Regions from separate parts of the Mus musculus genome. Here regions 1, 3, 4, 5 and 6 are each linked to region 2. The links are chromatin contacts, called in public Hi-C, HiChIP or PLAC-seq and Micro-C maps. All regions are on one chromosome and are shown on one strand. Each heading gives the region's core, a stretch centred on a gene start, on an enhancer-like site or on the middle of the called end of the contact. The rest is flanking DNA. Distances are from core to core; before and after follow the strand shown.

Region 1 (3,157 bases), core at 599-3,098, 280 kb before region 2:
AACAAGGAGACCTTCTAACCCAATGACGCCCTAATTCAGCCGGAAGCCGACTGCTTCCTGACTTGAGACCCCAAGTCTTCCAGTTTACCAGGCCATAAGCAGAGAAGATTACAAAGAGAGCAAGGACACACGGAGGTTCCCCCACCCCGCTACACAGGGATGAGTGGCAGGATCTGCCTGACTACTGTCCCGGAAATGGCTCACACATTAACTAGGCCTCACCCCCTTACCCAGACAGATCGACGACCCCTGTCATTTAACCCAAGTATGACCTATTCCCCTACCTTGGCCATGCAGCATAGGCCACATATTAACTAAGCCTACTTTTCTTCCCTTCTGTCTGAAACCTTAAACAGCAGACACCCTGCTCTGCTTGCTTTGAGGTACCTCAGAGACCCCGCTGTGCCACCTGAGGCCCTGTTGCTGCTGTTAAAACACTGGTTGAACCTCTTTTCCTTTCCCACCCTAAAGCTAAACAGTAGTGTTTTGAGGAAGTGATGCTAACTCAATTTGGAGGAATCGTGTTTAGAACAAAGAATACAAAAACAAACAGACAAATAAAAACCGTAAAAACAAAGTCAGATACAAAACTGTGTAATTGGCCAATGGGTGGTGGACAGTTGAGGGGCCTAGGCCATCGGACTCACTGGCCTCAGGTGACTCCACTTGAGGCTTCAGGGTGACAGGAAATTCCCAGGGTCTTCACCCAGCTGAAGCAGAGGGTGGCTGAGTAGTGATTTCTGGGGTGGGGAAGGGGGAAGTCTTTCTTCAAGTCATGTCTGAGAATCTCTCCTTGACTTTGGGTCGCCACTGTCCTGTCTCAGGTGAGAGGCAGAGTCTTCAGTGACTGTCCCTTCCTTTGCACACCATCAGTGTACCAAGCCCCCTGCCCCCCCCCACCCCCCCCAGCCCATGCATGTAACTGAAGCAGCCACATACTAACGTGATTCTCACCCATTTTTGCCCGGAGTGTAGGTTAGAGGGTTTAAAGCAGGGCAGAGGAGGGACTGGGTACTGAAAAAGACGTCTTGTTTAATGCTACAGAGCTCGTTCACTGGAGGTTTTATTTGAAGCTGTAGCCTGCATCCATGGTACCTCAGCACAGACAATACTTCACCGGGTCCTGAGGACTTGGGTTACTGCTTTTTAATTCTAGCAAAGACATTTTAAACAAACGCATGAATACAGAGAGAAGATCCCGGGGAATGCCCCAGCACCCTACGTACCGCTACAGCTATCAAATTGAAACCTCCCTCTTCATCCTTAAGCGTCATTCACACTTTTTTTTTTTTTGTTTGTTTGTTTTTGTTTTTCGAGACAGGGTTTCTCTGTATAGCCCTGGCTGTCCTGGAACTCACTTTGTAGACCAGGCAGTCCTCGAACTCAGAAATCCTCCTGCCTCTGCCTCCCCCTCTTCCTCCCTCCCTCTCTCCCACTGTGCTGGGATTAAAGGCGTGTGCCACCACGCCCGGCTTTCATTCACATTTTTTGCAACGAATTCCAGAGAGTAGGTCTTCCTCCTGCCCCTGACCCCCCTCTTCCTCCCTCCCTCTCTCCCACTACCAGCTTCCTTAAGGAGAAAGTGAGATAATCTAGACATTCGGTGAAATGAAGATCAGCTCCGGGCTGAGAAGTCAGGGAAGGAGGAAGGAACTGGTCTATTATAAATTTGTCAGGGCTCTGTGTTTCCGATATGAATTGAATCTCCTGCAAAGACTCTGTGCTGAGGACAGCCGTCTCCCTCTAGCTCCCCCTTGCGGCTGATTTCCTCTAGGTCGAGGGGGAGGGAGTCAGGGATAGGAAAACAGAATGGCTCTTGCCCCCCCTGCTGGCTGCCCGCGTGGATGACAGGAAAGGCCCACAGCAGGGGTGCACCTGGGAGGACGTTTCTTGGTTTGCGGTTCCTTCAGGAACCACCCCTCCCCAGCCCCTCCCCCCCAGCAGACAGGCAAACGATGGGACACGGTGTGAGGAAGGGTCTCCTCAAAGTTTTAGCCCCCGTCTTATCTACAGGTCTGCAGGGCTCCAGGGATGGCAAGGCTTACAGCGGGCCACAGCGGGCCGCAGCGGGCCAATGCCCACGAGGGCTAGCACTGCACGGTGCCAGGAGGAGCAGACTCCTGCTGTGTGTTTCTGGCATCCTGCATGACAGACACCAGTGAACCCATCATCCCTTTAAATGGAAACTCAATGGCAGAGGCTAGTTGTCCTAGCAACTGCAGGACAGAAGAGCCTTTGTCGGGGCTGGAGAGATGGCTCAGCAGTTAAGGGCACTGACTGCTCTTTCAAAGGTCCTGAGTTCAATTCCCAGCAACCACATGGTGGCTCACAACCATCTGTAATGAGATCCGATGCCCTCTTCTACAGTGTACTCATATAAATAAAATGAATCTTTAAAAAAAAAAAAGAGCAAAAAAGAAGAGCCTTTGTCACTGGCTGTGGCAACACATGCTGGTGACCATGTCCTCTTCTTCCCCCCCACCTCCCACTCTCCTTTAGACATGCAGGCCCCTAGTAGCTGTTGAACTATTGGGTTTGTCTTTATTAGAGAGACTGTCTCTGATTTATCAGACTTCACAGCAGAGAAGAGAGATCTGCGGAAGGAGGCAGCTGTGTAAATAGAGCCTGGATGAGACTGGCCTGGATCACCCTAGGCACTGTGGTCTCCCAAGTGGGATCTCAAAGATGGCATAGTCAAATATGGCACCATGGTGGGGACGTACTCCCAGCCTTGTCGCAGAGCTGTCTGGGATTTGAAGGCAATAATTATCTTTATTTTCAGTACTTGCCTTCTTTATGTTGGCTCAGACAAGTACTGTAGGGCATTTGAACAGGTTTCCTCTGTGGTCCGCTCTCTGTAGGGGACTCCACTGAGTCAGCTTGTTTTCAGACACTGAACAGCACGGAAAAGTTGACATGTCAGTTTGTGAACACAGAGGATCTGGAATGAACTTTGCCGTGCCACACTCTGTACCCTCAGTTCGAGATGGGAGGTGACAGCTGATAACTGTTACGAAAAGGCATTCTTGAGGCCAGCATGTGCCTGGGACTCAGCTTGGCTTCTGAAGACCATGAAGTGTGGCAAGCCTGACACCGACATCCGAATCTCTTCCCAGACCACAATGGGATTCATTTCTTCCTAGCTCTCAGGTGTCCA
Region 2 (3,016 bases), core at 403-2,902:
CCTAGTCAGCCATCACTGGAAAGAGAGGCCCATTGGACTTGCAAACTTTATATGCCCCAGTACAGGGGAACACCAGGGCCAAAAAGTGGGAGTGGGTGGGTAGGGGAGTGGTGGTGGGGGGGATATGGGGGACTTTTGGGATAGCATTGGAAATGTAAATGAGGAAAATACCTAATAAAAAAAAAAGTGGAACACTCCTCCATTGCTTGTGGGATTGCAAGGTGGTACAACCACTCTGGAAATCAGTATGGCAGTTCCTCAGAAAATTAGACACAGTATTACCTGAGAACCCAGCTATACCACTCCTGGTCATATACCCAGAAGATGCTCCAAGATGGAATAAGGACACATGCTCCACTATATTCATAGCAGCCTTACGTATAATAGCTAGAAGCTGGAAAGAACCCAGATGTCCCTCAACAGAGGAATGGATACAAAAAATATGGTACTACTCAGCTATTAAAAATGACAAATTCATGAAATTCTTAGGCAAATGGATGGACCTAGAAATATCATCCTGACTGAGGTAACCCAATCACAAAAGAACACACATGATATGCACTCGCTGATAAGTAGATATTAGCCCAAAAGCTTGGAATACCCAAGATACAATTCACAGACCACATGAAGCTCAAGAAGAAGGAATACCAAAGTGTGGGTGCTTCGGTCCTTCTTGGAAGGGGAACAAAATGCTCACAGGAGCAAATATGGAGACAAAGTGCAGAGCAGAAACTGAAGTAAAGTCCATCCAGAGCCTGTCCCACCTGGGGATTCATCCCAGATACTGTCACGAAACACTGACACTGTTGTGGATGCTAAGAGATGCTTGATATAGCTGTCTCCTGAGAGGCCCTGCCAAAGCCTTACAAATATAGAAGTGGATGCTCGAAGCCAACCGTTGCACTGAGTTCAGGGTTCCCAATGGAGGAGCTAGAGAAAGGACTCAAGGAGCTGAAGGGGTTTGCAACCCCATAGGAAGAACAATAAAATCAACCAACCAGACCCCCCCCACCTCCCACCCCCAGAGCTCCCAGGGACTAAACCACCACATGGCTCCAGCTGCATATGTATCAGGCATCAATGGGAGGAGAGGCCTTTGGTCCTATGAAGGTTCAATCGATGCCTCAATGTAGGGGAATTGAGGGCAGGGAAGCAGGAGTGGGTGGGTGGATGGAGGAATACCCTCATAGAAACAGGGGGAGGAGAGATGGAATAGGGGGTTTCCAGAAGGGGAAGAAGCCAGGTAAGGGGATAACATTTGAAATGTAAATAAATTTAAAAAAAAAAAATCAATTGAAATTGATTGCATTGCTTAAAGGCAACGGAAGAGAGACGGGATTTATTTGTTTTATTTAGTTTTTCTATTCTTCCTTTTTTAAAACTATTACTTTTTAATTTTGCATGCTCACTCGGTGTGTGTGTGATATAAGGCAAAAAAGGTGGCTGGAGAGACAGCCGTGGGTGCTGGGAACCGAACTCTTATATTTTTGGTTGTGAGCCTAGCCTTTAACGGCTGAGCCATCTCTCCAGCCCGCCCAGGAGGCACATTCTCGAGCTCATGTAGCTACAAGGCGTGGCCGTACGTCATTGCCATTGATCTTTCGTCATTCCCCGAATTCCTCTCAAAACCAAATACAAACAAAACCGAACTCTTGGCGGCGACCATTTCTCGCCGGCCGACTACTGATCGCTGCTTCGCCCGTGTAACACTAGCAAAATGGAACAGAAGGGTCGGGAGAACTGAGGACATGGATTGGAAGAAGGGGGTCGTGTCAGGACGGAAGCGTGGCGTGGGGAGAAGACAGGAGGGTCGGGCGTGTGCAGCTCTGCGTGGACAAGAGCGTGTGAGCTGCACTGGTGCCTATGCGCCCGAAGGACGCGAAGGATGCGATCTGGGTGCGTGGGCGTGAGGGTCTGTGAGGAAACTGGGTCTCGGAATGGTGTCAGTTCTAGAGATGTGTTTGGGGGTGGCGTGTGGCCGTGAATTTGTCTTCGTGTTGAACTTAGAAAAAAAAAAAAAAAAAAAGGTGAATGTTTTCCAGGAGAAAATTAGGAATTAAAGAAAAAAAATGTGTAGACCAGGCTGTCCTCGAACTCCAGATCCTCCTGCCTCTGCCTCCTTCAGCAAATCCTACCGGCCTGCGCCACCAGAACCGGCGAGCGTTGCTGCTGCTCCGATTCTACTTAGCTATGTATTCTATGACATCACCGCTTTCTCCAACGAGGAGACTATAGGGTACAACGCCCAGCAGGCCTTCGCCCCAAACCGCACCGTCAACCTGGCTCATGAGGTTCTCCGCCAGTCTCACGCACACTTCCCGCCTAACGTCAGCCACTCCTCACTCTAGGGAACCGCAACCTCATGAGCCCCGAAGCCTCTTTTCGCCCCGCGCCCCCTGCCGGTCACCCCAGCAAACACACTCCCGCACCTTCAGGCGTGCATTCCTCTGAATTCTCTGTATTCCTCCTTGGCTTGCGCTCTCTTGCAGTGCCCAGGGCTTTTTCTAGGTAAGCAGACACAATGGTCCAGGTAAAGAGACTGCAGAATTAGATCTCTAGTGTGCTGGTGAGGGCAGGGGAGTGTGATAAGGTCTCAGGGTGTCTGCTGGTGACCCTGTGTGCTCCGATGTTTCTTTCATTCATTTCCTTCCATTTGTCCTCATCTTTCTTCCACAGTCCGGAAGAGCCATCTGCTTTTCAGTTGGTTCACTTTGGTGTTTGTTGCATGAACTGGAAAACTCCAAAAGCCTTCAAATGCTTAAAATGTTAGTAAAACACTTCTCTGTGAGTGTTTGTGAGGACGTGTCCGGTGAACATTATTAGACTTTGAGGGGGTTAAAGGAATGAATGGGTAAATCCCTGGGCGGATTCAACATAGGATGGCATTTTGAAAGCACAGGTAAGAGATTGTGACCTGGTGGAGTCAGTAGTTAACACACAGCATATCCTAAGAGCACCATTGCACCCCGGGGCCTTCTCTGTATATCCCACTTATTGTATTTAATATGAGATGCTT
Region 3 (3,043 bases), core at 193-2,692, 420 kb after region 2:
GTAGGAAAGTGGGGGGCAGGGTGTGGGGGACTTTTGGGCTAGCATTGGAAATATAATTGAGGAAAATATGTAATAAAAAAAAGAGTTGACAGCTTTCTTTCAAAACTTTAACCAAGACAAATTAATAAGTAAGTTACAGTTGTATTTTTTCAAAGGAGATGGACTCAGGGCTTAAAAGCTCTTGCCACATAATCCTGACCATCTGGCCTGGATCACAGGAGAACAGGGCAGCAGGAGAGGACAGACTCCTACACATATGCTGTGGCATAGATATGCCCCGCTCAAGAAATAAAGTAGTTTTTTAATGGGCCAAATGGGTAACTCTCCAGTGTTTCAAATAGTTGAATGTGACTATTGGATATAAATATTTATTACGCAGTAAAATCTGTTTGGTTTTTTTGATCTCCCCAGGGTTCTCTGTTTCCCAGAACTGTTGCAGGCCTGTGATAAGAAAGGGTAAGAGGTTCAAAGCTGTTAAAAACAATGAATTCATGAAATTCTTAGACAAATGGATGGATCTGGAGGATATCATCTTGAGTAAGGTAACCCAATCAGGAAAGAACACACATGATATGCACTCACTGGTAAGTGGACATTAGCCCAGAAGCTCAGAATCCTTTTTAGAAGGGGGAACAAAATACCCATGGAAGGAGTTACAGAGACAAAGTTTGGAGCAGAGCCTGAAGGAAGAGACTGCCAGAGACTGCCCCACTTGGGGATCCATTCCATAAACAACCACCAAACCCAGACACTAGGCAGATGCCAACAAGAGCCTGCTATAGCTGTCTCCTGAGGGCCTTTGTCAGTGCCTGGCAGATACAGAAGTAGATGCTCACAGTCATTCATTGGACAGAGCACAAAGTCCCCAATGAAGGAGCTAGAGAAAGTACCCAGGGAGCTAAAGGGATCTGCAACCCTATAGGTGGAACATCATTATGAACTAACCAGTACCCCAGAGCTCTTGACTCTAGCTGCATATGTATCAAAAGATGGCCTAGTCGGCCATCACTGTAAAGAGAGGCCCATTGGACTTGCAAACTTTATATGCCCCAGTACAGGAGAACGCCAGGGCCAAAAGTGGGAATGGGTGGGCAGGGGAGTGGGGGGGGGAGGGTATGGGGGACTTTTGGAATAGCATTGGAAATGTAAATGAGGAAAATACCTAATAAAAAATATTAAAAAAAAAAAAAAAAGAAAATCCCTGTGACCTCAGTAAGGTCAGCTTGAATTATGTTTCTAAATCAGAGTGTGCTGAAAGAGAAACGAAACACAAAGTAAACCAGAAGCAAACAGGAAAGTCAGTCTCCAGATGGCGCCAGTGTGGCTCCTGACCTTGAAATGCGTTTCCCAATGAGATTTTGTTAGGCCCTGAGCCAACCAAGCGTGTGTGTATGTACAGAAAGGAGGAGCTACAGGATTAGCTAAATACTGAAACCTCCCCACGTATTTGTGCCTCTCAGCTTTCAAGTTTCAATCCTGTAGTGGAAACTCAGCTCCTCAGCTCTGAGATGTGTGTCACAAAGGCTTCCCTACCTATGCTTAGTCCCACAGGCAGCCCGCAGGAGGTAGAAGTGGGTAAGTATTCAATAGTATTTGAACCAATGGGAGGGGCAGAGAGGAGTTTCAAACAGGGCAGGAAGGCAAAAGAGTTGAACCTTGAACAAAAGATTAAGAACAGAAGGGCGTCTGTGAGCCCGTCACTGTGGGTCTGCAGAGCAGGAGAATGCAGTCGGGATTAGCTATGAGGTTGTTACATTAGTTATTCTATCGGAGCATACAATACTCGAATAGTTCTCAGGCAAGAGAAATGAGCAGCGAGTCACCTTCTAACTGCCAGAGCTGTAGCCACAGCGTTCTCGCTTTGTACTTAGCTTGCTAGTCCACTCTTCCCAGGGATCTGGTAAGTTACAGTCTGGTGGATTACATCAAATTGCTGTAGTAAACGTTTGCTTTAAGTCCCTGAGTGAAGGAAACTCAGACAACAGCTTTGCAATGTGCATAGTGGCAGAAGTTGCCTGGGAAGCTTGGAGCTTGTGTTTTGCAGATCCATTGTAATTAAAATAGAATTGTAAGGGGGTGGCTTGGGGTGGGGTGGGGGTGGGGGGCGCTGAACCTACTCAGGACCAAATCCTTTCTGTTTTGAGCTCTTGATAAGTTACAGAAAAAGAATATAATGGGGTTTCCTACTTAATTCTTCAGAAAGGAAGCAAAATTGTGTTTCTTGTGTTTCAAACTGTCTATGCTCCATTATATTGTGTTCCTTTATTTTCCTTTTCCCCCTCATTCCTGTTTCTTCACATTAATTTTTTTTTTTTTAATTTGTGGAAAGACTACTGAATTTTGAGAAAGTAAGATTGACATCTATCAAAATACAAAATTCCCAACAAATGCTAATGTTTATCACTTAAACCAAGTATTCTGAAATAATAATAATAATAATAATAATAATAAATTATAATAAATTATTATTACTGAGGATGATGATGACTGACTGACTGATTGATTGATTGATTGATTCTTTGGCAAAGTCTCATACTTTACCCCAAGCTGGCCTGGAACTCCTGCTCCCTCTGCCTCAGCAGGGTTGACTTTTTAAAATCAAATACACAAATATTTAGCCATTGGAAACATTTCCTGAGAATGTGGAGCTTCTGTCTCAAGTGCAGCTGTTGCATAGCTAGCTGCAGGCATTTTGAAGCCTGTCTTGTGAATGTGGAGCTCCTGTCTCAAGTGCAGCTGTTGTATAACTAGCTGCAGGCATTACACAACTTCACTCCTTTGAAGCAGTAGCTTGTTTTATCATTGAAACAGTTTTTAAGTAAGCTAAAAACCAGGCCAGCAATACTTCATTTCTTTGGGTTTTTTGAGAGATCATTTCCAACATTACTTTTAAATAAAGACAGGAAAGTTATGTTCAAATTGTGCTATGGAACACATTCGAATTTAGAAGGAGATCTGTGTGTATACAGCAAAATTCCTGTTTACATATTAGAAGGAAACAGACAGTATCAGAATTATACTGGTGTAAACACAGAGGATTATC
Region 4 (3,077 bases), core at 504-3,003, 400 kb before region 2:
ATAAGGAGATGTCAACCGAGTTACGGATTAAGTCGCATGTACTTAGCATCCAGCAATCCCGACTTTGCATGGTTTTGAATATATTCTTTTTGGCTTTCAGACTGAACCTCAGGCCTCAGCACATTAGGCAGTAACTGTACCTCTTGGCTATAGACCAGCCCTCATAGAATTATTTTGGCTTTTGTGAGACAGGGTCTCGCATAGCCTCCCCTGGCTTCAAATGCACTATGTAGTCTCCACCTCCCACATGATGGGATCACAGGCTGGCCCCACTGGGAAGGCAAGTTAAGGAAAGAAGGGCCTGCTCTGGCTCACAGATCCAGGGTACAGTGTTGAGGAGTCTCAGCAGCGGGAACTTGACAGCAGCTGGGCACATCACCTTAGCAGACAGGAAGCAGGTGAATTCTCCGGCTCAGTTTGCTTTTAGTCAATCAATCCACAATCCATGAAATAGGAAATAGGGCCACATCCCATCTCAGTTTTAGCTATATAATCTCTTACCCAAACAAAATCGAAGTCAGGTTTTGGCTCGTTTCTGCTCAGCCTTTGCCTATTTTTATTAATCTTTGAGATAGAGTCTTGTTATGTAGCCTTGGCTAGCCTGGGGCTGGCAATGTAGACCTGGCTGGCCTGGAATTCAGAGATCTGCCTGCCTCTGCCTCCTGGGTGCTGGAATTAAAGGTGTGCACCACCACACTCTGCTCACTCTTCAAACACAGTCTTATTATGTAGCCCAGACTAGACTAATGTGAGGCCCTTTTGTCTCACACCAGGATTATTGGTACGTGCCACATACCTAGCTGCTTACAACTTCTAACCGGGTTCCTTCAAATATTAAATAAGAACAAAATTCAGAAAGGCGAAGACCCTGCCTCCTGTCTCATAGCATACCACACTCACTACATCTTAGGCCTTTGTATTCAGCAGGCCTCCTCCCGGTCAAAGCAGCTCTCCCTTCTCTATTTACTTCAGGGTTTCCCTCTCTTCTGTGTAATGGGTAACAGATCTTACACCGCGTTCTCAGCTCCTTTAAAAAAAAAAAAAGGAAAGAAAGAAAGAACGGCTTTACTGTCCTAAGTCAAGATCTCATTAAAATAAACAAAGTTATCACAGGAGGCTGCGGGAGGGCGAGCCAGTGACCCCGGCTACTCCGAAGGCGGAAACACGAGGATCCAGAATTCTACACAACCTTGTGTCAGACAAAACCCACCGGCCTCTAACTTGTTCCTCTGTAGCTAGAATTCTACCGATCTGTTCATCTCATTCTGTGCTCCCTCGCCATCAGACGCTGAGGCCAGGGGGAGGACGCCCGGGTCCGCCGCTGTATCCTCCGCTCTTATCGTAAAGTACTTCGAGGGAATAAACGATCGTCCGGACACCTCGGGGGCTGGGGCCCGGGAGGAGGCGGCCACAGACCGGAGCGGGGCGGAGCCACGTAACCGCAAGTCTAGGGCCAGAAACCCAAGCCGGACCCCACGGAGCCGCGTGGACTGAGCGGGGCGGGGGACCCAGGGGTAACCGAGTGGGTAGCCAGCCCGGGGAAGTGGCGTACGCTGTCCCGGAAGGAAGTCGACCACTGAGGCAGGGCGGTCCGGGGCGGGGCGGAGCAGGCTGCTGGCCGCCGTCCGCGCGTCCCCGCGTCCCTCCCGCCGCCCCTCGAGCCCCGCCGGGGCCGCCTTACCCGCCCTCCCGGCCGCGGCCGCCGCTCCTCAGGACACCGAGCGTTCGGGGCCGGAACCCGGAGACAAGCCGGTGCCGATTGGCGACGCTCCGTCACGTGACCGCAACGCTCCGCCGGCGCCAATTTCAAACAGCGGAACAACTGAAAGCGGCGCTGCGGGACCCACCCCCGGCCCGGGCTCCCCCGTCACCCCGCCCCGGGCTCCCACCCCGGCCGTCCCGCCGGGACCCGCCGCCCGGGCCCGGCTCGGCCCCGCGTGGAGCAGACGCGGCCTGTGAGGTGAGTGGGGTGCGGCCGGGTCCAGGGAGGGCTCGGAGTCGGCACTGCCGGGGCTGTGGGGCGCGAGGGGGTGTTGGGCACCGCCGGGAAGAAGGTCTGAGCCTCCGGCCTCGGCCTTGCCGCCGCCGTGTTCTCCGAGCATCCCCGGACCCTGGGAACAGGCCTGCCCTCGGAGTCTGCATTTGCAGTCAACCCTGCCTCCGCCTCCACCGCTGCAGGGCGGGATCCTGGCTGAGTGTTGGTTGCAAGGTTCCCTGTTGAGTGTGGAGAATAATGGGGTCGTGGGGTGGCTCTGCAAGTCTCCTTCCGCTAGAAGATATTGGGAGTGTTAGGGAAAGGCTGGTCAAAGAGAGCCCCTGTGGTGGTGGGGGGGGGTGTCTAACATCTGATTGGGGTGGGGTGCAATGGGAAGGAAAACGAAAACTGAGATTTGAAGGTCGAGAGAACGGAGTATGAAGAGAGCTGCAGGGTGGAAGGGACCTGAGAACTCTTAAGCAGCTGGCAAACGTCAAAAGAGTGTAATCCCTTCTTTGGCAGGTGTCCTAAAGCGACAGCTGCTTTCTCTGTTTCTCACAGGATTGCAAAAGTGACAGGATTTAACTTAATGATAAATTATTCTATCTACCTATAAAAAAATCCATAGGAATGCTTTTTCTAAAGACTTCCTTCCTTAGCGTTTCAAAACCACTTTAGCATAGCCAGGCATAGTGGTGAGTGACTGTAATCTCAGCAACTAGAAAATTAGAGGCCAGAGGCTCAGCAGTTCAAAGCCAGCCTGGACTACAGGCGATTCTGTCTCAAATATAAAAGCCACCTTAAGCTTATTAATGATGGCACATCTTAGTATGAAGGAGATCAGTATTACAATCTTACTTTTGAAGCAGAAGATCAAGGTATATAGAGTATTATACTCACAAAACTAAAATATTGCCAGGCAGTGGTGGCGCATGCCTTTAATCCCAGCACTTGGGAGGCAGAGGCAGGCAGATTTCTGAGTTGCAGACCAACCAGGGCTACACAGAGAAACCCTGTCTCAAAAACAAAACAAAACAAAACAAAAAACAAAAAAATCCCACTAAAATATAGTTACTTTCAGGTACCAAAATATCATTGTGCA
Region 5 (3,113 bases), core at 163-2,662, 450 kb after region 2:
ATGACTCATTTACAGGTAACTTTTAACATAAGAACTATATTAGTAAGGTAGAAACCGAAAGATTTTAAACTAGTTGAGCCCTTGGCAGTAAGTTTTGACCTTTGTTCGTCTTACTTTTTCTTGTTTTTACAGAAGTTTCCAGCAGATCATTTGACTATATCTTCTTCCACTTTCGGGGAACTTAGACATATTAACCTCTTGCCCAAAAGCTCATCTGGAAGGCGAAACTATTAGTCTCAGCTTCATTGGCTAAATTAGAACATTTACTGAAATGTGTCATTACTATGTCTGGAGTGCAGTGAGTGGCTAACAGTAAGCTGAAGTTTTATGTTGTCTCAAAAGAAGGTGTCTCAGTGGTGGGTTGTCCATTAACCTGGCTTTCTGTTTGGGGATTTTTAATTTTTATTTTATTTTTCTGTCACAGGGGTAAGAAGCTGTGAGCTGCCAGTCAATACAATGTTGATTGCCTATTTTGTTGTATTTTAGAACCATTAAGCATTGAGCTGGCCCAAGGGTCAGGACCCTGGATGCAGGGGAAAGGAGTGTCTAAGTTACTCCTGGCATCAGCTCCTATGAAGGTCCACCAGAGAAGTAGAATTTATTTATTTAATTAAAAATTTTTTTTTCGAGACAGGGTTTCTTTGGAGAAGTAGAATTTCTACATAAAAGCTAATGGAAATTATTGTGGGGTATCCAACAGAGAACACTGCCTGGATTAAAATTTAAGCCAATAGAAATCTTTATCAGCTGGCTGGAGAGCATACTTGGTATTCAGGATCCCAGTGTACCACCAAGCCTTTATGAAAAAAAAAAAATCCCGGGTTGACACACTTCAGTTAACAAGCACATTTAGTCAGAAGCAGAATTAAAGAAGTAAAAAAGAGCAAGGTTAGTCATTTAGGGGCATTTCCATCACTATGGACTTTGATGGATCAGGTCTTTGTTTTCATTTTGGCAGGTGGTACCATCTATGTGCTGAGTTTAATGGCCTGAATGGTACTTCAATCATGGAGTCAGTTGTGCCAAGGTCTGGGCACTTGTTACAGAAGCCTAAAAATTAAAAAAAAAAAAAAGTGTAAGAATTGATAGCAATGGGTTTCAAATCAGATTGGTCCCTGCAGAAAGGAGTATTGATATGATATTGGTGCCATGCTGATAAAGAGTAGCCATCAGGCTGAAGCACAAGGAGCCAAGACAGGAGACAATATACAAAATGGTAGGACAAAGATGAATGAATCTAAAAGGAGCAAGAGAAGTTGCAGGAAAGAAAGAGGGTGGCAAGAAAGACATTTTGTCTGGAAAGATAGTAATCACTATATTCTCAAAAGAAAATAGCAAGCCAGACAAGAGCTGTCTGAGTTAAAGAAACAGATGAGCCTTCAGGCAGCCATGGGGCTGGTTACCACATTACAAACAAGGATGTTGGGTTTTTTTTCTTTTCCTGTTTAGTAGATGTGATAAGACGCTGTGGTATAGCAACTGCATTACAGATAACTCAAATTTTCCATCCCTTTGAAAATAACCTTCTTTGTTTTTTATGCTAGCTCGGTAGTCGTGAAGTATGGCGTTTCAAAATATCATGAACTTAATCTCTTTTATCTTAATTATCTTCTTTAGTTAGCTCACAAAATAATGAGATAAATTATGGCATTTCATGCATGTAGATTTCTATGGATGTAGATCATTGTGCTTTGTTGGGATCCACCCTTCTATCAAGCTCCTTTACCTTCTATCATGCTCCCTTTACCTTCCACTGATGACACCTCAACATATATTATACATTCAAGTGTAGATTTTTTTTTTGTGTAACCCTAAACTGGGTTGTTGGGTTGTTATTGTTTTATATATATATATATATAGTTTTATATATATATAACTATATATATAGTTATATATAGTTATGTATATAAAACAATATATATTATATCAATATATAAATTATATATACACATATATACATACACATATATATATTTTCCCCCCTATGGGAGAATGAAGAGTTTTAAGTTTCTTAAGTTAGTTTTATTATTTGCCTTCCTTGGCCATAAGGTGTTTTTGAGGGAACACTTAAGTATATATTCCCCACTTTTTTTGGTGGTTACCATTGATAGGAATGAATTGCAATAATAGAGGGTTATCCTCAAGGATTCTGTGAAATGTACATCTCCCAGAAGACAGTGATACCATTGGAGAAGACTGGGGTGGAGTGAGTCATCTGATTAACATATGAAATAAGCTAGTTGGGAAAAAAAAGAGTAGAAACTAATTTGGGGCTACAGAATAAAGCATGGGAAAGAAAAGCCTGGGGAGTCTCAGGGGAAGGTGGTGCTATATATAAATGACCTATAAGTGTCATGGCTCTGGGGCAAGAGTTTTCAGCCTCAGGCTTCCCCCTCCTTAGTTCTCTAGATCACTTCCATTTTCCAGAGTGACTTTCTCTTCTTTAATAAATCGTCTCAGTTTCTATCACTCACTATCCATGTGCTCACAGTCCACTTCTGTTTAGGACAAAAAAAAAAAAAAAAAAACAAGAAAAGAAAAGAAAAGGAAAGGAAAGGAAAGGAAAGGAAAGGAAAGGAAAGGAAAGGAAAGGAAAGGAAAGACAAGACAAGACAAGACAAGACAAGACAAGACAAGACAAGACAAGACAAGACTGTCAGCAGATGTCCTATGGACTCTGGTCCACACCTACAACAATATTTCATATTGGTTGGTCAGACTTTTTAATAAGTCTTGACTGCTAACAGAATAATACCCCCAAGTTATATACAACAAACTGATAACTTACTTGCAGCATAGAAAATAACTAACTGTGGTGGTTTGAATAAAAATGGCCCCTGTAGGCTCATCTATTTGAATTCTTGGTCACTAGGGAGTGGCAATCCTTGAGAGGGATTAGGAGGTGTGGTCTTGTTGGAGTGGGTGTGGTCTTCTTAGAGAAGTGTGTTACTGGAGGTGGGCATTGGGGTTCAGAAGCCCAAGCTGGGCTCAGTGGCTTTTTCTGCTGCCTGCAGATCCAGATGTAGATTTCTCAATTCTCCAGCACCATTTTTGGTGCATGTCTCCATGTTCCTTGTCATGATGACATGGATTAAACCTCTAAAAATGTAAAT
Region 6 (3,187 bases), core at 2-2,501, 300 kb before region 2:
CCACCCTGACTGGCCCAAGATTCTAGATGTGTACATTTTCAGATTAAATCATCCTGAATCATTGGTTCTGCATAGTTAAAAACGAGAGTATTTACTTATGTTGTAGGATTTACAAGATTAATTGAAATGGGCTGTGTATTGGGAGTGTATGTGGTGAATAGAGGGATGGAACTATGTGCTGGTTATGTTGTCAGCCAGCTTGGCAAAGCTGCAGTGCCCAGATAGTTGGTCTGATTTTTTTTCCTGTTTTCTGGGAAGGTGTTTTTGAATGAGTATAACACTAAATTTGGCTGATTTTAAGTAAAGCAAATGAAGGGGGCCATTGAATAGGACAAAGTCTGACAGAGAAGTAAAAGCCAGCAGTATTCATGAACTACAAATTCGATCCTCTGTGTTCTCCAGCCTGATAGCCTCACCTGAAGAAGTTAGACTATATACACATATACACGCACATGTACACATGCATGCATGCACCCAACTGCTTCTGTTATCCTGGAGAAGCCGGGCTAATGCTTGTGGTATGATAACTTGAGTGTTTATGATTTCAGAAATTCCTAGTGGGATTCCTAACACCCAAGGTAAGGGGATGAAGAGCTGCAAGCTTTAGGTGCTCTGTGAAGACACAGCACTCAGGAATGGACATCAAATCTGATTTGACTTTGGACTTGAGACCTGTGGAAACTTAATGCCAAGGACCAGTCTTGACTTGGAGAGGGGTTCTGAGAGAAGGGGTGTCAGGGAGCAGCAAAAACAAAAGGTTCAAAGTCAAATCGTGGGTCCAAGCTGGTGGTGGCCTGGCCTGTGTTCTGCTGGAGGCAGCTTTCCAACCGCTTTTTTCTCTGTTCTGCATTCTCTCTCCCTCTCCCCCTCCCCCTCCCCCTCCCCATCTGCTCTTTCTCTCTGATCTGCTCTCTCTGGAGATCTCTAGGCAGTTCTCTTACTGTGTTCTGCTTGAGACAGTTCTCCAAGCAGTTCTCTCTATATATTCTAAAAAATTCTCTGGATAGCTCATCTCCTGCAGATCAAAAGCCCAGTCTTTTATTTTTCATATGGATCCAGTCATTTACTTCAGTTTTCCTTTAGATTATCCTATGAATCAGCATCCAGTGACCCCAGTCCCTTAACTCCTGGGAAACAGCAAGCACACATTTTCTTTTAACTTTGCAAAAGAATTCAGAGATCTCCCTGCCTCTGTTAAACACAGGTAATAAACTAGCTGGGTGAGACCCCGCCCTGAAATTACCATTTCTACCACACCTGAGCCTCAGGCTGACCTTGAACTCAGGAATCTGCCTGCCTTTTTATCTGCCTGCCTCTGTATCTTTCTGACAAGGTGGCTCGTTAATACCGCTGCCTTTGTTCTTTTAGATTCATGAAGCCCCTCATAATTCACATGCATCCTTATTTTTTCGCATAGCTGAGAAATTATATATTTTAAAAATCGCGTTTTTAGAGTTCTTTCCCACAGCTTTAAGGGCTGTCCTGAAGGTCCCAGTGTTTACCGTTTTGCTGAGACATTGGCCACACTTTGGCCTCCTGGACTCACGACTCTGATTTCCATGGAGTCATTAACATTAATTAACAGGGAAGACATTCCTTAAAGGAGGAATGCAGATTGGCTTTGCCTGGGAAGAAGCCTATGCACGCGGCAACCATCAGACGCTTGTGGAGGCCCACGTCTGCCAGCCCTGTCCCAGTAGCAGGAACCATGTCATTCTGACACCAAGGCCATGCCGGGACCAGCAACTTAATATGTCATTGTTTATAAACCATCCAGTGTGTGATCATTTCTTTTGTTTTTCAAGACAGGGTTTCTTTGCGTAGCCCTACAGAGTGGACCTCACTCTGTAGACGAGGCTGGATTTGAACTCAGATCCATCCTCCTCTCCCTCTTGACTCCTGGAGCACCACCACCATTCTATAGGATCCAGAATTACTAAGGAAGTCTGTGAAGAGGTTTAGGTTGAGTTGAAGTGGAAAGACCCATCCTATGTATGGTATCATTCTGTGGGTTGTGAAGTCTTGGGATGAATAGCAAAGAGGAAGTAATGAATACTACCATTCATCCATGCTTCCTGCTGTGTTCACAGTGTGACCAGCCACCTCAAGCTCCCCACACCATGGGTTCCCCTCCATGATGGATTGTGGCCTCAAACTGTGAGATAATATAAACCCTCTCTGCCTTAAGCTGGCTTTGCCTGGGAGTCTTGCAACAGTAGAAACAAGTACTGCAGAAAATTGCTCCTGAGACATAATATTGTTCCAGTCCATGTTACAGAGTGGAAGGAGCTAGGTGAAGTTATATGTACTTACTTATTTAGATAGTTTAATACATGTACAATGAATATTAGTTTTATATCTTTAAATAATGATTTTATATTTACATGCTTATGACTCTTGGATTTTTATTTATTTACATAATCAACTCATATAGTAATTTTTTTCATTTATACAATGAGCTTCACCCTCCATCCCCCTTTCTAATTCCTTTGTGGTGGTTTGACTAGGTATGGCTCCCATAGATTCATGTATTTAAATACTTGGCCCAGGGGGAGTGGCACTAATATGAAATATGGCCTTGTTGAAGTAAGTGTGTCACTGTGGTAGGCTTTGAGGTCTCTTATGCTCACCTCACACTCTGTCTAGTGTGGAATCCAGTATTTTGGCTTATGGGAGGCCTTCCCTAGCATGGAGAGGAGAGTCTGAGAGTCTTTGCTGATAGGGCAGCCCATTGGGGAGAGTGAGCCACACATAATGGTCAGGGGAAATCTCGCAGCTAACTTGCTATCAATCAGGCCATTTTTGCTGCTCTGCCTAACAACCAACCAGCTGCTGCTTTATTGATACAAGTCTCACAGAACAAAGACGGACTAGTGATTATCTAAGTGGTACAGAATATATGTTTGATTTTTCCTTACATGTCCAGGGTTACAAGTTCAGTTACAATTAGAAAATACAATCAGAAAGGATTTTTTTTTTATTATCAGCCCTATAACTCCAATTTAAAGAATATAAAGAATGTCTCCTTCAAAGCATACACATTTAATATATGGTGGCCTGCTTTTAGGGTGGCAGTGTTTGTAGTTTGAAAGCACTCCAGACAAACAGAAACTATCTGAACTGGGTTTTTTATGAATAGCAAATACTAATACCTAACTTCTACTATATGTTTCATCATCTATGCTAT

Evidence for each region. Hi-C and Micro-C count contacts between places; a contact is called where the count stands out from the background. HiChIP or PLAC-seq counts read pairs in DNA pulled down with a chosen protein or histone mark.
Region 1: a contact with region 2 is called in a Micro-C map of embryonic stem cells, with 4 times the contacts expected there. The contact joins two enhancer-like sites. A contact is called at or near these places in 16 of 484 Hi-C or Micro-C datasets (cortical neurons and embryonic stem cells) and 8 of 115 datasets of contacts at active chromatin or transcription factors (embryonic stem cells and large pre-B cells).
Region 3: a contact with region 2 is called in a Hi-C map of cardiomyocytes, with 3 times the contacts expected there. The contact joins the promoter of Clec2d here to the enhancer-like site in region 2. A contact is called at or near these places in 2 of 39 promoter capture datasets (the C10 cell line and pre-B cells), 2 of 15 datasets of contacts at CTCF or cohesin (the NIH/3T3 cell line and large pre-B cells), 8 of 484 Hi-C or Micro-C datasets (B cells, CD8 T cells, LSK cells and 5 more), 8 of 115 datasets of contacts at active chromatin or transcription factors (the 230-238 cell line, astrocytes, bone marrow-derived dendritic cells and 4 more) and 1 of 9 other capture datasets (adipose tissue).
Region 4: a contact with region 2 is called in a Micro-C map of the HL-1 cell line, with 7 times the contacts expected there. The contact joins the promoter of Rhno1 here to the enhancer-like site in region 2. A contact is called at or near these places in 9 of 484 Hi-C or Micro-C datasets (CD4 T cells, the HL-1 cell line, the N1E-115 cell line and 6 more) and 3 of 115 datasets of contacts at active chromatin or transcription factors (bone marrow-derived macrophages, embryonic stem cells and pancreatic cancer cells).
Region 5: a contact with region 2 is called in an H3K4me3 HiChIP or PLAC-seq map of pro-B cells, with 4 times the contacts expected there. The contact joins two enhancer-like sites. A contact is called at or near these places in 1 of 15 datasets of contacts at CTCF or cohesin (the NIH/3T3 cell line), 3 of 115 datasets of contacts at active chromatin or transcription factors (bone marrow-derived macrophages, pancreatic cancer cells and pro-B cells) and 1 of 9 other capture datasets (embryonic trunk).
Region 6: an H3K4me3 HiChIP or PLAC-seq map of embryonic stem cells shows a contact between it and region 2, with 5 times the contacts expected there. The contact joins two enhancer-like sites. A contact is called at or near these places in 1 of 15 datasets of contacts at CTCF or cohesin (the NIH/3T3 cell line), 4 of 484 Hi-C or Micro-C datasets (cortical neurons and embryonic stem cells) and 6 of 115 datasets of contacts at active chromatin or transcription factors (craniofacial prominence, embryonic stem cells and large pre-B cells).

Annotation. Positions count from the first base shown.
Region 1 is chr6:128,478,168-128,481,324 of GRCm38.p6, forward strand. All of the region lies in intron 2 of Gm10069 (predicted gene 10069), which reads left to right. Among named protein-coding and RNA genes, the nearest start is that of Gm10069, 41 kb to the left of the region's middle. Within about 2 kb of position 1,849, at least 73 of the 459 cell types and tissues checked have an H3K27ac peak or open chromatin away from gene starts, as enhancers often do. A contact at or near this core is called in embryonic stem cells, where this site is marked.
Region 2 is chr6:128,758,644-128,761,659 of GRCm38.p6, forward strand. No RefSeq gene overlaps it. Among named protein-coding and RNA genes, the nearest start is that of Klrb1c, 28 kb to the right of the region's middle. Within about 2 kb of position 1,653, at least 357 of the 459 cell types and tissues checked have an H3K27ac peak or open chromatin away from gene starts, as enhancers often do. A contact at or near this core is called in B cells, CD8 T cells, the HL-1 cell line and 16 more, where this site is marked.
Region 3 is chr6:129,179,173-129,182,215 of GRCm38.p6, forward strand. Clec2d (C-type lectin domain family 2, member d) reads left to right here and starts at 1,443. Exons shown (of 5, transcript NM_053109.3): 1 at 1,443-1,575. The coding sequence starts at 1,509.
Region 4 is chr6:128,361,158-128,364,234 of GRCm38.p6, forward strand. It overlaps Rhno1 (RAD9-HUS1-RAD1 interacting nuclear orphan 1), which reads right to left and starts at 1,754. Exons shown (of 3, transcript NM_001326585.1): 1 at 1,682-1,754. Foxm1 (forkhead box M1) reads left to right here and starts at 1,837. Exons shown (of 8, transcript NM_008021.4): 1 at 1,837-1,960.
Region 5 is chr6:129,209,154-129,212,266 of GRCm38.p6, forward strand. The region is part of intron 2 of Gm38906 (a long non-coding RNA gene); the gene reads left to right. Among named protein-coding and RNA genes, the nearest start is that of Gm38906, 17 kb to the left of the region's middle. Within about 2 kb of position 1,413, at least 78 of the 459 cell types and tissues checked have an H3K27ac peak or open chromatin away from gene starts, as enhancers often do. A contact at or near this core is called in pro-B cells, where this site is marked.
Region 6 is chr6:128,459,665-128,462,851 of GRCm38.p6, forward strand. All of the region lies in intron 2 of Gm10069 (predicted gene 10069), which reads left to right. Among named protein-coding and RNA genes, the nearest start is that of Gm10069, 23 kb to the left of the region's middle. Within about 2 kb of position 1,252, at least 18 of the 459 cell types and tissues checked have an H3K27ac peak or open chromatin away from gene starts, as enhancers often do. A contact at or near this core is called in embryonic stem cells, where this site is marked.